Linked DNA regions of Mus musculus: region 2 is linked to region 1. The links are chromatin contacts, called in public Hi-C maps. All regions are on one chromosome and are shown on one strand. The core of a region is the stretch at or near the end of the contact, and the rest is flanking DNA. Distances in the headings are between cores, read along the strand shown. Region 1 has its middle 13 kb from the start of Thbd. Region 2 overlaps Gm46770 (a long non-coding RNA gene).

Region 1 (4,431 bases), core at 457-2,956:
ATGTATTCATTTACATATGGTCTGTTGCAGCTTCTCTGCTGTAACAACAGAGACCAAATGGCCTGCAAAGGCTAGTGGATCTGACATCTGGTCCTTAGCAGAAAGGGCTTGTTGACTCTGCCTTAAGAGGTGTGACCTAATAACCTTTGTTTCTCACAGAATTTAATAATGATATTTAATTTATAATTGAGTCCAGGCTTTGAAGCTGAATTATCTGGGAGTCAATAACAAGCAATCCACACTCAAACCTTGTTCAAGTTCATATGGGTGAGGCTGACATTCAGCAGCGCAGTCAGTATCCCACTGTAGTGGCAGAATCTAATGGGAATTTCTTCATGTACCCTCACAAGAAGGCCAGAGATTGGCAGAGCATAACTGCTTGTGAATTCTGAATACCCCAGCATCCAAAGTCAGCCCTTTCTCTTCCTTGCATCCTGCTATGACTTTCAACTTCATGACATCAGTGCTTGTTCTACTTCTCTTTCTGTTAAAATTCTAAAATTTCATTTATCTTCACTTAAACGTATGTATATTTCTACTATCACATTAGGAAAGGGCTTGGAATAACTTTGCCCAAGGACAGAAACTGTGGTTATAAAGGCCAAAGAAAGAGAGAGCCAAACCCACAAGGTAAAAGCCCAGAAGGGGGAGAGAGGTTGGGTGATAAGGATGGGATAGGAACCTTGGAAACCATTCACTGATGCCTTGTACTATAAGATTATGTTCCTCAAACTTGTTCCTCAAAATCCACTGGAAGGCTGAGAATAACTAACCCCAGAGTTTTTTATTCAGTTGGGTTGGAACTCAGGAATTGTTTTTTTTTTTTTTTTCCTTCTTCTTCAGACAAGTTCCCAGTGGAATGAAATAGAGAAGATACAACTGGTTGTCTTGATTCATTCTGAGAGAGAACATCAATAATCTGATGGGAACCAAAGGCAAGACCTAGTTCCTGTGCAGGATGCTCACTGAGGTCACTGGGTTAAGGAGTTGGCTCCTTCTCTAACATAACCCTTCCAGGGGAGTATATGCAGCAAGTCTCCCAAACACCCTCCCCTCTTCGGCAAGCATACTCTGATATAAAAGGCAAGGGGTGAAGGCAAATATTCTGCGTTTCTAATAAGTCTAAGTGAAATGGAAAGGGCCAATCTGAGATGACATTATTAATGAGCAAGGAATATAGATTATACCTTCTTGGTAGACTCTTCTATTCCTTAGCCTGTGCCATAGCAGGCCATCAGCTTTTCAATGCTAGCTGCCTTTTATTCTTCCAAGAACCCTGATACATTCAGCATTCCAGGGAAGAGTATCTGAACCTTTTTTTTTTTTTTTTTTTTTTTACTTTTGTTGAGCCCTGGGAACTGATGAGTTTCAATGAGATTCTCAGCTCTTTAGAAAGATGCTGGATCAGCGATGGAGTATAAGAAACAGGAGGAAAAATGGGAACCCAAATATTTTGTTTGCAAGGAAGGACCAATTAATTCCTAATGAAATACAGTCTTTAGACAGGAAGATGAAATACAAAAGTGATGTTTAGGCTTAAGACGACAGATAACAAACAGCAGGATGAAAAAATCAAACATTACAGTGTCTCTAGAGTATTTCAAGTTCTGGGTTTACTAATTTTTCAGCTGTTTGTGTTTATCCTACTTGCAGTGGAACCAGCTGGATTTGGAGATTTGCATCATGGCTGGTGTTACCAAAATTATCTTTTGCAGCTGTTGGCTCAGTAGCTCTTCAGTGGCCAGCTGGTCATCAGACACAGAAAAATGAATGCTTGCTCTGAGGAGAAACTAGACAGATAAGTTCCCATCCCACCACCCCACTTCTGGAAGACCCTATAAAGGGCTAAGCTACATTTTTATGATTGTTTCAAAAGTTGCTTCCAAAGAGAACAAAACCACACAGAGGAGCTTTTGCTGGTGCCTCTGTGGGATCTGGCATCATTTAAGATACTCCATTTAAGTATCTGTAGTGATGTTGGTGTGGGTTTGATATTTTTTCACCTTTCCCTTCACCTTGAAACCCATGGTGGGTGGGCTGGTTCTGGGTGCAGGTGAGTGGGTCTGGATCTCTCCCAGTGAGGAACATTCTTCTGCTTTTTCCAAAGAGAGAGATTCTTAGTCATCCACAGGCCTGTGGGTGACAATAAGATTCCTAAATGATGAACTCAAGTGTTGGGCATTTCTGACCCCAGAACAACACTACCCACTCCCCCTCCCACACACCTGTCATTTCCTGTACTCGAAGTCTTCACTCCTAGAGGTATCACACATGTCACAGCCACACACTGAGGTTGCTAATCTGCAGTCCCTAGTCTTGACTGAGCCAGATGAATATATGTTGTCAATGTGTATTAGCTTCTGCCAGATGCTGAAAGAACCCAGTTCAAATCTACTCAGTTAATGACTTGGCTGGACAGAAAGCTCAAATATTGATTGTTCCCAAAAGACTGTGTTGGGACTTTTAATTACAAGGCAGCAGACATTCAGTTGGATGGGATGTAGCTAGTGTTACCTTCTTCATGATACCAAAGCAGGGTTGTCTGGTTACAGCAGAGATGGGAGGGTCCAAACATCCTGAAAGAGTGATTCTGACTTTTTATGGAAAAACTCATCCATCTCTATTCTAGGATGTCTCCAGAATTCCTCCAGGTCTCTGGGCCCTATAGAGCTCTGTCACTGCCTTGCCTTCTCTACGTTAAGTCAAGGCAAAGTGTGACACAGCAGCCAAATAGTAACCTTAGAATGGTAACACAGACAGGCTGGGCAGCTTCTACACAGCCTGAACCCGTGGAGTTAAAAAATCTGTCCTTTTGTAAAATGTATGATGGGAGAATCAGAATCAATAGTGCAGGATGAGGTACCAGGATGCAGAACTCAGACCTTCTTAAGTCCCAAGAGCAGCTGCTTCCTGAAGCTCATTGTGGAGCAGAGTTAGAAATTCATTAAAATAGTTCCTGTTTGCACAGGACTGCAAAATTTAGACTGTATATTAATAACTAAAATACTTGGATGTCACTAGTTTTCATTCTCTGAAGTATTTAGTATTCCTAAAAACTGAAACCATTACTTAGGAAATTTATGCTTTTATAACAAAAATCAAAAACACAGAAAACTGAACAGTGTTCTTAGGCTTTAACTCAGAGACAACTTAACTGCTCCATGCAGATTTGTCTAAATTAGATAAAGTTAATTCCAGAACTGTCCATCTAATTGATGTGTCAATTATAATCCTTTCAATATACTCCTCATGTTAACAAAATATTTAGCTATCCCCCAAAAGATTAAAGGCAAAAATTAAATATGTGCAATTAATTTTAGGGCAATGTTTTATTGCTGAGTTTTTCACCTTTAATATACTTAAAGTCCATATTAAATTATCCTTTTTATCATAATTGAGATAGTCTCTTTTTTACATGCCTTCTCCTAGCAGAATATGCTATTTTCTACACATGCTTGATGTTTAAGCCTCATTTGCTGTTTGTACTAGAGCCCTGAACTTATCCCCAGGAAATGTTTGCTAGAAGTCAAAGCACATTTGACATCTTTCAAATAACACTTCTGAATTTTTTGGCTCTTCTCTAAGGGCTGGGTTCCAGGAGAGTGCTGCTGAGTGTAAGAGCATTTTCATTTTAAACATGCATTGCGTTTCAAATTAAAATAAGATTGCGGAGAAATATTGTGTGCAGGCTGAGCAAGAGCATAATATGGCACAAATGTACCTGGAAAAAGCTACAGTGGTCTTAATACCCACATATAAACACACACACACACATACATACACACACACACACACACACACGGGGGTGGGGAGAAAGAGAGAGTCTTAATTTTGAAGGTTTGTCAACTTGAAATGGGAATGAGTACATTTTGTTTTCATTCATCTTTGTACGAAATTTAGTGGATCTTTTCATTCAGAAAGAGGAGGGGGAAGAAGAGAAGAAAGAAAAAGAAACAGGAGGAACAAGTAGGAGGAAGAGAATGAAGAAGGATAGGTGTAGTGAAGAAAGGAGGAGAAAAGGTCAAGAAAGAAGGAAAAGGAGGAAGAGGCGAAGAAGACAATGAGAAGAAAGGGAAAGAGGAAGGGTTGAAGGTGAAGAAGAGGAGAGAGGGAAAGAGGAGGAGGAGCCAGCACATGCCATAGAAGTGTTGACAGGACCTGGGCCACCAGCAGTGTGAATCACAGACATTCGCAGATCTCTGGGAATATTATTTACATAGACTACCAGTTTGAGATGATAGAGATTACAAACACTCAAAGAGAAGCATTTGTGGAGATCAAGCTCAGTTACATCATTGAGAACGTCAAGGCAAAGAACTGGGACAAGTAAGGCATCCCCCTGGATCAGCAGAGGCTAATCTTTCCTGGTAAACAGCTGGAAGATAGCTGCACCCTGTCTGACTACAACATCTGGGGAAAGTCTACCCTGTA
Region 2 (4,306 bases), core at 885-3,384, 100 kb before region 1:
GGGTAGTAGAAGAGGCTTGGTTGCTGTTGTGGTGGCATAGTGAGGCTGCATGAAAAGCCAGGCACTAATAATCTGGCTTCTGCATGTCTTTACTCTCTAGATCAATGTCAGCTACTCAGCTTCTTTTCTTCTACCTCTCCCTTCTGATTGTCCAGCTTTTAAATAGTATCCTATCAATTATAGAAAGTATCAAATGTCAAAGATCAGCTGTGGAAAGAGCCCACTCTCTCTGGGATATGTAAAATACAAAGAGGTGCTTCAGTGGGCAGGCCAACATACTGTGAGTTCTGCATGAAAGTTTGTTATTCTAGACAACCACATAGGGTACCAGGAATGAGGAGAAAGGTAGACTGAGGCCAGAGACACAAACTGCAGTAATGTTGCTGTTTAGAGTCAAGTTTACGACTCCAAGAGATGGGGTGAAGCTTGCTTCTCTCAATTACTGTGGAGAACACATAACTTGGACCTTGAATTGAGCTGTGTCTTGGGCTCTCAGCAACTGTAAGAGACAAATCCTGTCCTCAGAGAGCCTGCCACCTGGGGACCTGGATCTAGATGAAGTTCTCCCATGAAAGATTGACTCACAGAGGATGTCTGAAAGGGACTCCTGAAAACATGTATCTGGTCTCCCAGATTGTCCCTCTCCATGAGTAGCTTCCTTATCAGAGTAGGAGAAGGTGACAGTCCATGCACATTTTGTCTAGGAGCACAGACATGTCCACACGAATGGAAAGCTGGGAGACTCCAGCTGTGTTGATTCTGAGGTCTCGTGGGATGGACTGTAGGATTACACCACAAGATCTCAGCCCTCCAACCCTATCCTCATGGGAACCTTTGGGAGTCACAGTGTGGAAATAAGAAGCCATTAATAGGAAGTTGGGTGCAGCTTATGGATGCACAGGCTACCCCATCTTCATCTTCACCCGACCTCAGTGTGAGGAAGGTAGCATAAGCCTGCTAAGTGGTCTGAGCTCTGCTCACAGATCCTGTATGCTGGGACCTCAGAAGAGAAAATGTTGTCTTTGGGCCATGGCTTCCTATCTTGTTTATTCAGTTGGTAAGAGAAAAGCCAAAGAAGACATGAGAGGCACACCCACAGGTTTAAAAGACTGAACACAAAACAGAAAAGGACCTGCCCTGTGTTCCCTAATATTAAAGCCAGGGCAGAGAGAGATGTGTGTGTGTGTGTGTGTGTGTGTGTGTGTGTGTGTGTGCGCACATATGTCTGTTTGTTTTGCATCTGTGTATTGCTTTATTTTTTTGGCATTCTGCCTTTTCCCTACAGGACTTGAGAATGAAGAGGAAGCAGAGAAAAATAGTCAGTGTTAAACTGGTATTTGGAAATCAGTAGTTTCAGTGTGTGGTGCTGGATAGAATGCAGAATGTAAGTCTTTATATTAAAACATAATTCAGTTCTCTGGGGACTTAAGAGAAATGCAAATTCCTCGGCCCACCCTAAATTCAGTGATTTGTATACATGCTCAGTTGCAAGGGCCACACTTCTAAGAATAAGGAAACTCTCTTCTTTAAAACAGATACAGCTCGCTGGGTGTGGTGGCGCATGCCTTTAATCCCAGCACTTGGGAGGCAGAGGCAAGCAGATTTCTAAGTTCAAGGCCAGCCTGGTCTACAGAGTAAGTTCCAGGACAGTCAGGACTATACAGAGAAACCCTGTTTTGGAAAAAACAAACAAACAAACAAAAACAAAACAAAACAAAAAAACAAACTAGCAAAAAACCAAAAAACTGGTACAGCTCTCTAAAATGAGGCAGCAAATCACTTCTCTGGGGGGCATTCAAAAGAAGACCCAACAGCCATAAGCCACATGTATGACTAAAAAAGTGAGCACACCCAACAGAGTTGAAACCCCTATCTGGTTGCTCTTTTATTTAGCAACTATTGAGCAATAGGCGACAGGAAGAGAAGAATAGCAGATGTCACATGCTTCAGAAACTCTAAATCCTAGCATCCTCCTCCCTATGCTATGCCCCTGCCTGCTGCTCCTTGTTTTGACTACCAGACTTGGGTCAGTCTATGTGACTACTGACTGTGGTATGGCTTACTGTGGTCATTAGACCTCCCCACAAACCACTGCTTTCCTGCATGCCGCTGCTTCATACCCAGAAAAGGAGCATAGAGGAAGAAGCCATGACCCCTAAACGCCTGGAACTCCAAGTGAGAGGACTGAGGCAACTTCCTGGGCCATGCACAGTGACGCTACTTTCTCTGTCTTTTTGAGTCATGTCTTGTCACCCTTGCGTCACTGATTACTCAGCTGGGCTAAGAAATCCTGGGCTTGTATTTCATTCATAGGGAGAGGTGGGGTTAGAGGAGAAAGCTGCATGCCTTACCATGAGTTTGGTCCCTTGGGCACAATCCCTCAGGCAAATGGATGTTCCAGATTCCTGAGGCTTAGCACTTAGGGTAGATAGGGAGCAGGGAGTAGCTGTTTCCATTTACTTAAAAACATGAGCTATTATGCAAGTGAGGCACATTTGTTGGAGGAAAATCAGCGGAAGTGAAGAAATGAACCCAAACTCTAATCCTCACAACAATGGCTGAAAATGGGTTAGCAGGAAAACTAGCCTATGCATATCTGTCTCTGTCTCTCTCTTTTCCCTCCCTCCCTCCCTCCCTCCCTCCCTCCCTCCCTCCCTCTCTCCTTCCCTCCCTCCCTCCCTCCCTCCTGTGTGTGTGTGTGTGAGAGAGAGAGAGAGACAGAGACAGAGACAGAGACAGAGACAGAGAGACAGAGAGAAACAGACACACACAGAGACAGAGAGAGAGTAAATGTATGCAAATTGGGGCAATAGGAGAATCATGCTGTAATGATATTTTTCTCCATGGAAAGTTTTGTGAATATTTTTCAATTTGCCAAATCCATTATAAAGCTATGGAGCATTCTGTTAATCTTAATGTTTAATTTTCTAAGACTATAATTACTTCTGTGCCTGTATGCATCTGCATTATAAATACTTATGTATGCATATATTACCGTGTTCCTGTGTACATGCATGTGTGCCTATGTGCACATATACATGTATATATCGAGAGAGGTCAGAGGTGGAAGTTGGGTGTCTTCTTCAACCACTCTCTGCACCTTATTACTAGAGGCCGGGTTGCTCACTAAATCTGGAGTTTGCCAGTTTGGCTAGACTGTAGTCAGTGAGCTCCAGGGATCCCTCTGTTTCCAATGCTGGGATTACAGGTGTGTGTTCCCATGCCTGGCTTTTCACTTGTGTGCTGGGGATCTGACATCAGGTCCTGGTGATTACACAGTAGCCATTTTACTGACAGCAGCATCTCCCCAGCTTCATTTTACTTTTAAAGAAATCTTTGTAAAGTACCTCACGTACTTCTTTGCCTTCTTTCCCTCCTGTTTCCAAATCAGAAGCTGGGAATGTGACACAAATTTGTCTGTGGCTGCTTGGGGACAGCTATTATTTTTTTAAACCTAGTGAAAGTAAAGTTGAAAAGAGGAAGTGGCTTGGCAGAAAGAAAAGATATCTGGACTAGACATCAACAGTGACTCTGGTCATACTCAGGTTAGCTCTGGCCCTTGGGTACATTCTGGAACTATTCCTGCCTCTGCTTCCCTGATCTAATTAGGACTCACTTGGAAACACCTCTAGTCCCCTGTGGTTATGAAGAACATTCTTAAGCTTGCTACCTGCAGGATGGGTCCAGGGTGGAATTCTTGGTTATGACATCGTCTTCAATGTTTAGCAGAACCAGTCCACACCAGCAGGTGCCCTTTGGAGAAGACGGGATCCATTACAAAGGTAAGTTCATCACATTTCTTGGGGGACACGCTAAGGATGTAGGTTCCTGGGTCCAGCGCTGCTTCTCCAGATTCAGCCTCTGTGGGTGGGTGGGACTCAGAAAACCTGCTTTCTGATAAGCAGCTCTGAACTCCACCAAAGGAAGTTTAGCTCATTGCACCCCTCCCGCAGTGGTATTGCTCTTAGGATTTTGGAGCGAGTTCCGTTCTTTGTTGATTGCTTGCTAGATGCTTAGCCCGGAGTGAGCAGGGGCAAAGAGAAGACAGACAAAAATGAGCATTTTGCATTTTTCTCTCCATGTTTCACAAAATATTCATTCCTTGTGCCTCTTGTTGTTTTAGTCCCAGACCAAGAACCTGTCTCTTTATGTTTCCCTTCTCGGAATGTTGTCTTCACTCTTTTAACCCCTTGTTTTAAACCTCATCCTTCCTGGATGGGGATTAACCCTAAATCCAGATTCTTAACAGCTGTGGAGAACCGTGTGAGCTGAGAAAATGTGAGACACGTGCTGCGCTAGACGCAGA

The links. A called contact is a pair of places that touch in the nucleus more often than the background predicts.
Region 2: a Hi-C map of the C2C12 cell line shows a contact between it and region 1, with 2.8 times the contacts expected there. The contact joins two enhancer-like sites. A contact is called at or near these places in 1 of 15 datasets of contacts at CTCF or cohesin (large pre-B cells), 35 of 484 Hi-C or Micro-C datasets (the AML12 cell line, B cells, the C2C12 cell line and 26 more), 4 of 115 datasets of contacts at active chromatin or transcription factors (the HPC-7 cell line, acute myeloid leukemia, bone marrow-derived macrophages and 1 more) and 3 of 9 other capture datasets (adipose tissue, liver and pancreatic islet).

Annotation. Positions count from the first base shown.
Region 1 is chr2:148,419,121-148,423,551 of GRCm38.p6, reverse strand. No RefSeq gene overlaps it. Among named protein-coding and RNA genes, the nearest start is that of Thbd, 13 kb to the right of the region's middle. Within about 2 kb of position 1,706, at least 16 of the 459 cell types and tissues checked have an H3K27ac peak or open chromatin away from gene starts, as enhancers often do. A contact at or near this core is called in the C2C12 cell line, bone marrow-derived macrophages, muscle stem cells and 1 more, where this site is marked.
Region 2 is chr2:148,520,114-148,524,419 of GRCm38.p6, reverse strand. Gm46770 (a long non-coding RNA gene) reads left to right here. Exons shown (of 4, transcript XR_001783504.1): 4 at 3,727-3,782. Among named protein-coding and RNA genes, the nearest start is that of Gm46770, 40 kb to the left of the region's middle. Within about 2 kb of position 2,134, at least 136 of the 459 cell types and tissues checked have an H3K27ac peak or open chromatin away from gene starts, as enhancers often do. A contact at or near this core is called in the C2C12 cell line, bone marrow-derived macrophages, muscle stem cells and 1 more, where this site is marked.